Linked DNA regions of Sus scrofa: region 1 is linked to region 2. A link is a contact called in public HiChIP or PLAC-seq data. All regions are on one chromosome and are shown on one strand. The core of a region is the stretch at or near the end of the contact, and the rest is flanking DNA. Distances in the headings are between cores, read along the strand shown.

The links. HiChIP or PLAC-seq counts read pairs in DNA pulled down with a chosen protein or histone mark.
Region 1: an H3K27ac HiChIP or PLAC-seq map of skeletal muscle shows a contact between it and region 2, with 2.6 times the contacts expected there. The contact joins the promoter of TAX1BP3 here to the promoter of ASPA in region 2. A contact is called at or near these places in 1 of 5 promoter capture datasets (liver) and 1 of 2 datasets of contacts at active chromatin or transcription factors (skeletal muscle).

Annotation. Positions count from the first base shown.
Region 1 is chr12:49,757,538-49,763,296 of Sscrofa11.1, reverse strand. It overlaps TAX1BP3 (tax1-binding protein 3), which reads left to right and starts at 4,271. Exons shown (of 4, transcript XM_003131848.3): 1 at 4,271-4,424. The coding sequence starts at 4,386. It overlaps EMC6 (ER membrane protein complex subunit 6), which reads right to left and starts at 4,144. Exons shown (of 2, transcript XM_005669120.3): 1 at 3,998-4,144; 2 at 3,228-3,798. The coding sequence starts at 3,750. The coding sequence ends at 3,418.
Region 2 is chr12:49,610,273-49,615,485 of Sscrofa11.1, reverse strand. ASPA (aspartoacylase) reads right to left here and starts at 2,641. Exons shown (of 6, transcript NM_001123077.1): 1 at 2,406-2,641. The coding sequence starts at 2,641.

The DNA of each region.
Region 1 (5,759 bases), core at 3,022-5,521, 150 kb before region 2:
AGAAGACGTGGTACATATATACAATGGACTACTACTCAGCCCTAAAGGAGAACAACAACAACAAAAAATGCCATTTGCAGCAACATGGATGGATCTAGAGACTCTCATACTAAATGAAGTAAATCAGAAGGAGAAAGACAAATACCCCATGACATGGCTTATATCTGGAATCCAATAGAGGGCACAAATGAACATTATCTACAGAAAAGAAACTTATGGACATAGAGAACAGACTTGTGGTTGCCAAGAGGAAAGGGTAGAGTGTGGAAGGGACAGGGAGTTTGGGGTCAGTAGATGTAAACTATTGCATTTGGAATGGATAAGCCATAAGATTCTGCTGGATAGCACAGGGAACTATGATCACTTGTGACTGAACATGATAGACAATAACGTGAGAAAAAGAATGCATATATATATGCAAAACCGGGTCAGTTTGCTGTGCAAGAGAATTAACAGTACATTATAAATCACCTATAAAACAATTCAACAAACAAAACTTTCAAAGGTTTGCTATTAGTATCAAAGCCAAACCATAAGTGAGCAAGACCCTATGAGGCCTTCTCAGGAGGCAATGTCTTCCACCTGCCTCTGTCTGTAGAAAACCTGTGCCTCCTAGCCCTTCCCTGAGTTCTCAAGAATAAATTTAATGAGAAAAGTGAGAAAATACAGAAAGGAAAACAATCAAGCAAAACAAAATAATAATAATAATGACAGCTGAGCCATTAAACAAAGTTAAGGAAAAAAAAAGAGTTCCTGTGGTGGCACGGTGGTTAGTGAATCCGACTAGGAATCATGAGGTTTCGGGTTCAATCCCTGGCCTCGCTAAGTGGTTTAAGGATCTGGTGTTACTGTGAGCTGTGGTGTAGGTTGCAGACACGGCTTGGATCCTGCATTGCTGTGGCTGTGGTGTAGGCTGACAGCTGTAGTTCTGACTGGACCCCTAGCCTGGGAACGTCCATATGCCGCGGGTGTGGCCTTGAAAAGACAAAAGACAAAAAACCCCCCCAAAACCCCAAACAAACAAAAAACCCAAAAAAACAAAAGTTAAGGACCTCTGGCTCCTCCTCAGGGGCTATGGATAACATTCTGAGCCATGTCTTTAAAGCTATTTTACAAATATGAAACCAGGTGGAAGAAATTAACTGTATGCTTGCCCACTAGTATGTAGATCCTAGGCCGGTTCCAATCTGAAGGCTGATGATGCTGACTCCTGGTTACCTCACCAGCAACCAATCACAACAATGTCTACAGCTGGTCATGAACCTGCAACCCTCACCCTGTCTTAAAAAAACCTTTCGCTGAAAGCAATCGGCCATTTGGGCCTTTTGAGCACTAGCTGCCTGGTCCCCTTGTTCACTGCCTGCAAAAACAAACAAAAAACTCTGCACTTTCGTGAACGGTGTTTGTAGAGTCTCTTTATTGCACAGGGTGAGTGGACTCAAGTTTCTTAACAAAACCCCCCACTGGGTCTATCCCAGGGCCTCTTAACTCTAAAGACACAGGCCAAAAGCTATCCTTCCCAATGGCCCTCACATATGTATTTTCTTGCAAGTAACTCCCTCCACACTTGACTGTTAATAAAGTGATCTCAATCGTAATGTTGTTTCTTTAAAGATGCTACCCCCCACCCCCCGGCCCAGCTAGGTCTGGGGCTTCTGTGTACGCTCTTCATAGCACTTACCATAATTTGAATATTTGTGAAAACAAGTATTACTAGTCTTCCCAGTTAAGACTATACATTCCACAAGCAAATGCTCATTACTTAACTCTACTACCATATTTTATTTCTCAATTAAATGTATGCACTTTATTCTAAAATAATCCTCCTGACAAGAAGGGATCATGGATTAACATAGAGACAGAGGCATTTACACTCTAGACAAGCCCAAAGTTTAGCTTAACCATTGTCTGTTTAATCTTCACTAGACACAGTCTAGAAGAAAGAGCTTGAATTTATTTCTCTTTTTTTCTTTTTGGCCACACTCATGGCACGTTGAAGTTCCAGGGCCAGGGATCGAAACCGCACAATAGCAGCCACCTGAGTAGTGATAACGTCAGATCCTTAACTGGCTGCACCACAAAAGAACTTGAATTTACCTCTTTTTTTCCTTTTTTTTTTTTTTTTTTTTTTTCTTTTTAGGGCCACACCTGCAGTATATGGAAGCTCCCAGGCTAGGGGTCAAATCAGAGCTGCAGCTGCCAGCCTACGCCATAGCTACAGTAATGCCAGATCCCAGCCGCACCTGAGATCTACATCACAGCTCATGGCAACGCCAGATTCTTTAACCGAGTGAGGCCAGGGATCGGAACCTGAGTCCTCATGGACACTAGCTGGGTTTGTTACTGCTGAGCTACAATGAGAACTCCCTGAACTTACTTATTTTTTAAATGGAAACAACAGCTAGCTCTGACTTGGTGAAATGGAACTGAAACGACACCACTCACAACTGAAAGGTGTGGTTAGTGGGAGGGAAGACTGGGCTCTGAAAAGATATACTCAAATAATTCAGTACGGGCAATTAAAAGACCTACACTGAAATCCTGGCTCTGCCTTTTCCTAGCTATGCCTCCTATGGTAGAGGTATTTAACTTCTCTGAGCCTCAGATTCATCAGTGGGGGCTAAGAATCAATCTACTGCATAAGAATACTGCTAGAATGAGATTGAGTGTAGGAGTTCCCATTGTGGCTCAGCGGTAACAAACCCAACTAGTATCTACCAGGATGCCTGTTCAATCCCTGGCCTCGCTCAGTGGGTTAAGGATCCAGGCACTGCCATGAGCTGTGGTGCAGGTCAGAGATGCGGATCAGATCCCAAGTTGCTGTGGCTGTGAGGTAGGTCGGCAGCTGCAGCTCTGATTCGACCCCTAGCCTGGCAACTTCCATATGCCACAGGTGCGGCCCTAATAAAAGCAAAAAAAAAAAAAAGAAAAAGAAATGAGTGTGAAAGGTGCGCAGTACAATGCCTGGTATATAGAGCACACTTAATAAGTATTGACTGTTATTAGTTCTCGGGATGTTAATAAGTTCTCTTATTTAGGCCTTAGTGACCCCTCTGCGAATAGCCCATGTGTCAATGCAAGGAAATGAAAGAAAGCTAAGGCGCAGTCAGAGAGCTCTCCCAGAGTCAAAACCCGGCGATTCTGCACCCACAGCGGCGGGAGGGGGGGGGGGACGGGGGGACGGGGACGCGGAGCGCGGCGCTTTAAGGTAGGAAAAAAACTCCACAAAGGGTCTCACGCTTCATTTAATCTGAAGAACAGTACAGGCTCTTCGTCTTCAGATATAAATTATTCATAACGTTACAGAACAAGCAGCGAATCCAACAATTTAAAAACTAGGTAAGTCTACACGCTGTTAATTTCCGGCAACCGTCCTCCCAATCTGCTTTTCAAAAAGAAGTCATCCCTGCCCTCCTTTCAGTAGACGTGCACCATGCCGTAGAGGAATGTCCAGAACAGGACGTAGGTGAAGAGGCCTCCAATGAGACCTCCTGTAAAGAGAGGTCTTCGCGACTTAAAATATTTGTTCCACCTCCTTCCCGCCTTGAGAATTAAGAGCAAAGAGAGCAGGATGGAGGCGAGCAGGTAGAAGATGAAACCGTACAGGCCGGTGAGGCCGAGGATGCCGGCCGTGGCCCCCGACAGCGCCGACACCGAGGTCCGGCAGTAATCCAGGACGGCGGCGTTGCCCCGCACAGCGGCCTCACTGATGAACGGCGGCCCTTCCCGCTTGACCACCACAGCGGCCATCGCACCCACCCGGACTCGGCCTCTGCTTTCTCCCGAAGCAACGCGGGGCTGCGGAGAGAACCACGTTACAAGTAGCGCCCAGAGCCTGGCGAGTTGGGTTCACGCCGCCCCTTTCCCTAGGGCTGCCAAGACTTCGCACCACCTCCCCGCCCCCAGCGTCTCGGACCTTCGAAAAACGCTGAGAAAGCTGAGGGTTCGGGACGGCTGGCCGCATAGCTGCATTTCCCGCCTAGACTCGGCCACTTACCTGGAACGCGGCGGCGGAGGTAGTCACTCGACGTTCCCTCAGACAGCCTAGAGCAGGGACTCCCGCGACGCCATCTTGCGCAGAGGATGCTGGGAAGGCCCAGGCTGCGCACGCGCCAAGGCCTCGCTCCCCGCCCCCCCTCCGCCTCTGGCGCACGCACTGAGGACGCCTCAAGCACGCACCACCCACTTCCCCGCTTTTCTACGCACGCACGGGAACTTCCGAGAGCCGGACAGCGCTCCGGCAGGTGATTCGCTGGAGTCTTGTTAACTATTCATAAGGGGGCGGGCTGGGCCGTGCAGCCTTTGTTAACCAGAGAGGGCGCGGCCACCGGGATTCTCGCTGCAGGCTTCGGGGAGCGGCGCTTGGCTTCCAGATTGGGGTCGAGATGTCCTACATTCCGGGCCAGCCGGTCACCGCCGTGGTGGTGAGTGCGCTCGCTCGGGCTCTTCCTAGTTTTGGCTTGCCCCCACTTTGCAGATAGGTAAATTGATACACCAAACAGGTTGACAAAGCGTCGAACCCGGGACTCCTGCAAACCCGCAGCCAGAGCTCCGGTTCCCGCTCTGCGGGACAGGAGCCGTGGTCTTCCCCAGCCAGGCAAGAGGTGGCTGGGACCCACGAGCTTCCTGAAGACCCGGGATCAAGGCCAGATCCTGCTCGCCGCCGCCGCCGCTCTGGACTCTTCTTACTGAGGGAAAAGGCCCCGGCTGTGGGAGTCTAGGAAGCGTCCCCTTCCCAGGCCTGTGTCCCCAGCTGGGTAGCCGCGGGGGGCGGGCGCCGGATCCAAAGTCCATGAGTCGCAGCCTCTGGAATGAGGAAGTGCTTCCTCCGCTCCAGCCGGCGCCGCCGCCCAAGACTTGCGGGTGGAGGTAGCCGGAGCCTGAGTAACAGTCCTACAACCCCTCCCATCTAGCCTTGCCTTCTCGGACGCACAGTCAGTCGGTCCAGAGTGAAGGCTCATACAACTGACTTGATCCCGCTCCGAACTTTCCCTGGATCCCCAAACAACTCTTGGGGCAAAGCCCAGGTCACCCTCCTGGCACTTGGGGCCTGAGGAGACCCTTCGGGGTCGGCTCAGGCCCCTGGTTGCCCTCTTGGTTCATCTTGGGTGCCAAGTGCTATGAGAATAGGCAGAGAAGTTGGGACATTAGACTCAGACGCCAATGTCACAGCTGGATGGGGCCTGGAGACCCATTCCATGGCTGAGGTGGGGAAATTGAGTCCCAGAGAGATGTCTGGCCATGCCCAGCCATGTAAAGAAGGCTTCAAGAAGGACCCAGATCTCTGAGCAGAAATGCCTGCTGGGCAAGGAATGGGTCAGATGGAAGTCGTAGCCCTAAGGGCCCTGCCACTGGCTGCAGTATCCAGATGGGCGTGTTGGGGACTCCAGCAGCCAGGTGGTGTGACCAGGGAGCCACTGATAAAGCTGCCATGTGAGGGTGAGCTTAGCACACCAGCTCAGGCCTGGACTGCTGACAGCTGTCCTCAGCTTCACCCTGGCTGCACCGGCTTGGCTTTTCCAGCCTTCTAGCTGCCCCAGAGAGAAGGGGTCAGGTTTGCTCTTTAGCTAGAAAAAAGGGAGTGCAGGTGGGGAACCAAAGAGGCAGGAGCCTCCCTGACCTCACCCAGGAGGTCAGTGATGGGGCCTTGTCTCCCAGTCCAGACCTTGGAGATGGGTCAGAGGTGTCCCCAGAGGTGGAGCAGGCCTGGAGGAGCTCACACTCTTACACACGAGGACCTAGGTCCTGCAGGCCTCAGG
Region 2 (5,213 bases), core at 1,392-3,891:
CATGACCAGATTTACACATTAGGATGATTCTTAAGGCTACTACCACACAGACAATAGGTAGTAGTAAGGCCGGATGCGCAAAGATTCTTTAGGAGATTACTCTAACCATCCACAGAAGAAATAAAGTAAGGCAGTGAAAATAGAGAGGAAGATTAGATATGCAAAATACTTTCAATTATTCAATACTTGAGGGAGTTCCCGTCGTGGCGCAGTGGTTAACGAATCCGACTAGGATTCATGAGGTTGTGGGTTCAGTCCCTGGCCTTGCTCAGTGGGTTAAGGATCCGACCTTGCTGTGAGCTGTGGTGTAGGTCGCAGACGCTGCTCGGATCCCGCTGTTGCTGTGGCTCTGACGTAGGCTGGCAGCTACAGCTCCCATTAGACCCCTAGCCGGGGACCCTCCCATATGCTTCGGGAGTGGCCCAAGAAATGGCAAAAAGACAAAAAAAAATTATTCAATACTTGAATAATTGGAAGACTTAGTATCCCTCTAGACATAGGGGATGAGGAATGGGGAGGGTTCTAAGATGATTTCTGTAGGTGATTTGGTGCATAAAAGTGGTATCACTGATATGGGGGAAATAGGAAAAGCAGCAAAATTTGGGAGATGGGGGATGGGAAAATGTAACTGACTTATCTAGTTCATAAGTTTCCATAACCACCCTGAGAGAGAACTGTCTAGCCTCTGATAAATGTTCCTAGGTCAGGGATTGAACCAAAGCCACAGCAGTGACAATGCTGAATCCTCAAAAACTTGGCCACCAGGGAACTCCAGAAAGTGAATTTATAATAAAACTTTAAAAAAAGAAAAAAAAAAAAGAAAGTGAATTTAATTTAAAAGACTACTATCATTGAAATACATGCTACTGAATGCTCATAAAAAGAAAACTCAGGGAGTTCCCGTCGTGGCGCAGTGGTTAACGAATCCGACTAGGAACCATGAGGTTGCGGGTTCGGTCCCTGCCCTTGCTCAGTGGGTTAAGGATCTGGTGTTGCCGTGAGCTGTGGTGTAGGTTGCAGATGCGGCTCGGATCCCGCGTTGCTGTGGCTCTGGCGTAGGCCGGTGGCTACAGCTCCGATTCGACCCCTAGCCTGGGAACCTCCATATGCCGTGGGAGCGGCCCAAAGAAATAGCAAAAAGCCAAGAAAAAAAAAAAAAGAAAACTCACTCTAGTCCATCTCAGAGCTACTTGGGAAGTTAACAATGCAAACTAAAAGTTATTCTTGAACAAATCCTTACTTGTAATATAAGAGCTAGTTAATAGATGTTTTAGGTGAATAGATAAACTTTAATTGTGTCGATATAACCTCAGACATGGTTTGATGTACAAGGTATGACTAATGTATAAGTGCCTCAGAAAACGTCTATTCCATAAAGTGAGACAAATTTGTATGAATGTGGTAACCATCTTTTGATCTGTGATGGGATTAAATTGAAGCAACTCTCTAAACTCAAATTAGGATTTAACAGAAAATGAGTACATAAAGCAGTACTATGGTAGTTGTTTCTGTACATGACTGATATCTTAGCTTGCAGTCTGTTAGCTCATTGAGATTAAAAACCATTTTGTACATAGCTTTGTATATCCATGATACCTGGCACAGCGCCCTGTGAAGAGTGGGTGTTTAATAATATTTTTATGTAAATGAAAGAAAAAAGTGGTAAAAAGCTCATAGGCATATATATTTTTGGTAGTGGCTATAATGATGTATACAAAGGCAAAAATAATTAATAAGGACAAACCTAGAGTGTTATGTACATTGTATGCAATGTGTCATCAACTATAATTTAAATTCAGGTCTCAGTGATCCCCACTGAAGGTAGGACATCTACTCCTCAGATCACAGAGTGGACTAATGTTTTCTGAGGGTATTTATTCACTCTTTCATGCAACAAATATTAGTCGAAACATTACACATTTCTTAACTAGAACTTTAGGCATCATCATAAACATAGTTGCAGAAAAAGGAGCATTGTGCCACCTAGAAAGCTAACAAATATGTACCTAAGCATAATGGCCAAATATTAATGGAATGCAAAAGACTATTAAATCTGCTTCTTTACAGATACGATTTAAAAAATAAAAGCTTCTGTAATCTGTTGTTTCAGTCTGCATAGAATACATTTAAAAAGAAAAATCAGTTAAAAACCATCTGATGTTTTAAAAAGTTTCTAAAAGAGCACATGAATGCTCAGTTTAGATAACTGAGTAATTCATAATGGAGTATGATTAAAAGTGAAAGTGCTCTTATTCACAAGAGCAACTGTATGTATGGATATGAATATCATATGCATATACACATACACATGCTCTCACACATACTACTTTTCAGACAGACAGACAGACACACACACACACCCCTGTGCATGCACACACATACAACACAAATAAGAACAGTCTTACCCAAGATTTTCAGGGTCAAAAACTCGATTCAGGTCACAGTCAATATATCTGGTGCACTTCTCCACTGCTCTTGGGTTGGTTATAAATGGTTTTACCTCCAGCCCTGTTCTCTGAATCTCAGTGTTGTTCTCCAGCCAGTGCTTAACTAGAAATACTCCTGTGAGCTCATTCCCATGAGTTCCTCCAAATATAGCAACCTTTTTTATGGGATCTTCAGCAACTTGACAAGAAGTCATTTTATCAGGTAGTTTTATCTGATTTCTGCAATTCAGAAGGGAGGAGATCAAAGAAAACTTAATTTCTTAAGCAAACTTCAGAAATTTAAATCTAAATGAGACTTTAACCAAAGTGCAAAGTACAGAGTTCTCTTGAGTGGAGTATATTTTAATTTTCTGTTAGTTCTGAGCCTTGTTTATTATAAGGACACTCCCTTCTTTAGCCCTGCCCTTTACCATATTTGGATTAAAATATGCAGAGATCAACTAGAGATACAGCTGTTTACTTTAACTTCTAACTCCCTCAAATGGTCGTTAGACCTAAATGCAATAAAAATTAGCATCTCACACTAATGCAAAACTTCTGTTTTCTCTTCAGCTAGAATGTCATCTAATGGTGCATTCACTACTGTTTTAGTAATAAAAATAGATTATATTTTTCTTATCCTCAAAAATATAAAAGAGAAGTGGCCCACGATGTGCGTGTTATTATTCAGTATTTCTGTTTCCACTTTAAACCACTTCCTCTGAATTGAGTTCAGCAGCTCCCCCCAGCCCCGCTTAAATCATCAGAGGCCACGTGAATTTCATCTCTACATACAGCCAAAGGCAGAACTCAGAGGGCTCCTCTGGAACCAGCCTCCTTTCTTTGCAAATGCTTTTTTTTTTTTTTTTTTTCTTTTTAGGGCTGCATCCGCAGCATATGGAAGTTCCCAGGCTAGGGGCTGAATCAGAGCTGCAGCTGCCAGCCTATGCCACAGCCATAGCAACGTGGAATCTTTAACTCACTGAGTGAGGCCAGGGATCGAACCTCTATCCTCATGGATACTAGTCGGGTTCATTATCCTCTGAGACACGATGAGAGCTCCCCAGAATGCTTTCTCATGGTCAGAGACACAAGAACCAAATCATGATCACTGTAAAAAGCTACTTTGAAACATGCTTTCTTTCTCATGAAGTTATTGGTGATTCTGTGTTGACTTCCTTAGGGATCTTCCTCACTCTTTGCCTGAAAAGGAAAGGAAAAACAACTGTTAGTAATTTTCAAGTTTTTGAGATGCCTGAAAATGTCCTGGGGCATGCTATATATACTATGATATGCTAGATTATATGAGTTTGTGTGGACACAGCCCAATTTACTGGGAGCAGGGACTCTCTTTCCACTGGAATGTGTTGCTCAAGAGGGGGTCGTTTTAGGGGAAATCATCTAGAATACTGTATGTACTAAGATGATTACGTCCCTTTGGAGAAATGACTCTGAGCCAAATCTGATTTGATTTCATGCTCAACCATCCAGAAAGTCAAATACGTTCAAGTATGAAAAACACTATGTGCTAGTAATGGGAGACTGTTTGAAAAGGGTACAACCAGAGTAAATCATTACAACTGCAGAGTAGTTTATTTTATAATGTTTGCCCACATATGTTATCTCAGTTTGCTCACACGTCCAGTTTATGAGATAGGATGGGTTAGGTACTGACAATCTCATTGCAGGGGTAAAGGAAAAAGAGGTTAAATAACTTGGTTAAGGTTCCCGAGTTTTCAAGAGAAAAACTTGGCCTGGGACCCAGGTTTTCTGAATCCAAGTCCAGCGTTTTTCACAGAACAATAGGGTGCTCCCTGTTATTTTTGGCTTCCCCAAAGTCCTAATTTTTCTCTTTCCAAATTCACGTAAACAGTCGGTACAGTGTGCTCAGGAAACAAATAAGCTTACGAACAAGACACACGAAGGAAATATAAATGTGAATGCTTCAAAATATTAAATATAAACCAATACCTGTATTCTTCCTTTAAGAGACTATAATGCATAGAGAAAGCATAGTAATAAAATCAAACTGTGCGCATTACAATTACTTTTCTAACTTCAGAAAAAGCCCCCGCAGCCTTTGATTTTCTACCCCCATTCGTGTACACTGCACACTTCAGTATAGAGATGCCAGAAACAAGCATAAATGTAAACAGATGACAGTCGCATTGTTCAGGTATTTTAGTTTTAAGAACAGTAGCTATGGTGAATTATTAACCCTCGATTATGTTTTGTTTCTTTTCTGCCAATGTGTGGTTAGCTCTGTCCTTTGCCCTAGTCTCTTTGGAAATGCTGCTTCAGCCCTGTAGTTGTAGCTGGCACAAATGACTTGTAGTTCAAGGCTTGTTTTATGGAATTTTAACTGATCAGCACTTTGAAGCACATCTACTATCCACAAAGTTTCCTTTACATGTCAAAATGAGTAACTTTTTGAGTTAATGAATTATAATTCTGTTTTATACTTACCTTGTTTATTGTGTACAGAGTTTGTCTTCTGCAGAAAGCTTTATTAGAAAAAAAGGAAAGCATTTCCTTAGAACTAGAGCAACAGAGGCTTTTCATACTCTTATTCCAAGTTAACTTCCAAAAGATTTTTAACTCCCTGTTTCCCAAAGCACACTAAATTTTTGAACCCTACAGAAACTGCACACTTTTATTAGTCTAGTTCTTTTCTGAGAGTGCATAGAAGTGATATTATACAAAGTGGGATCTTTTCTAGTTGTCACTATCTCACTATTAGGTTGCATATTTAATGTTTCGAGGTACAGAAAATAAGCCAAGTTACTT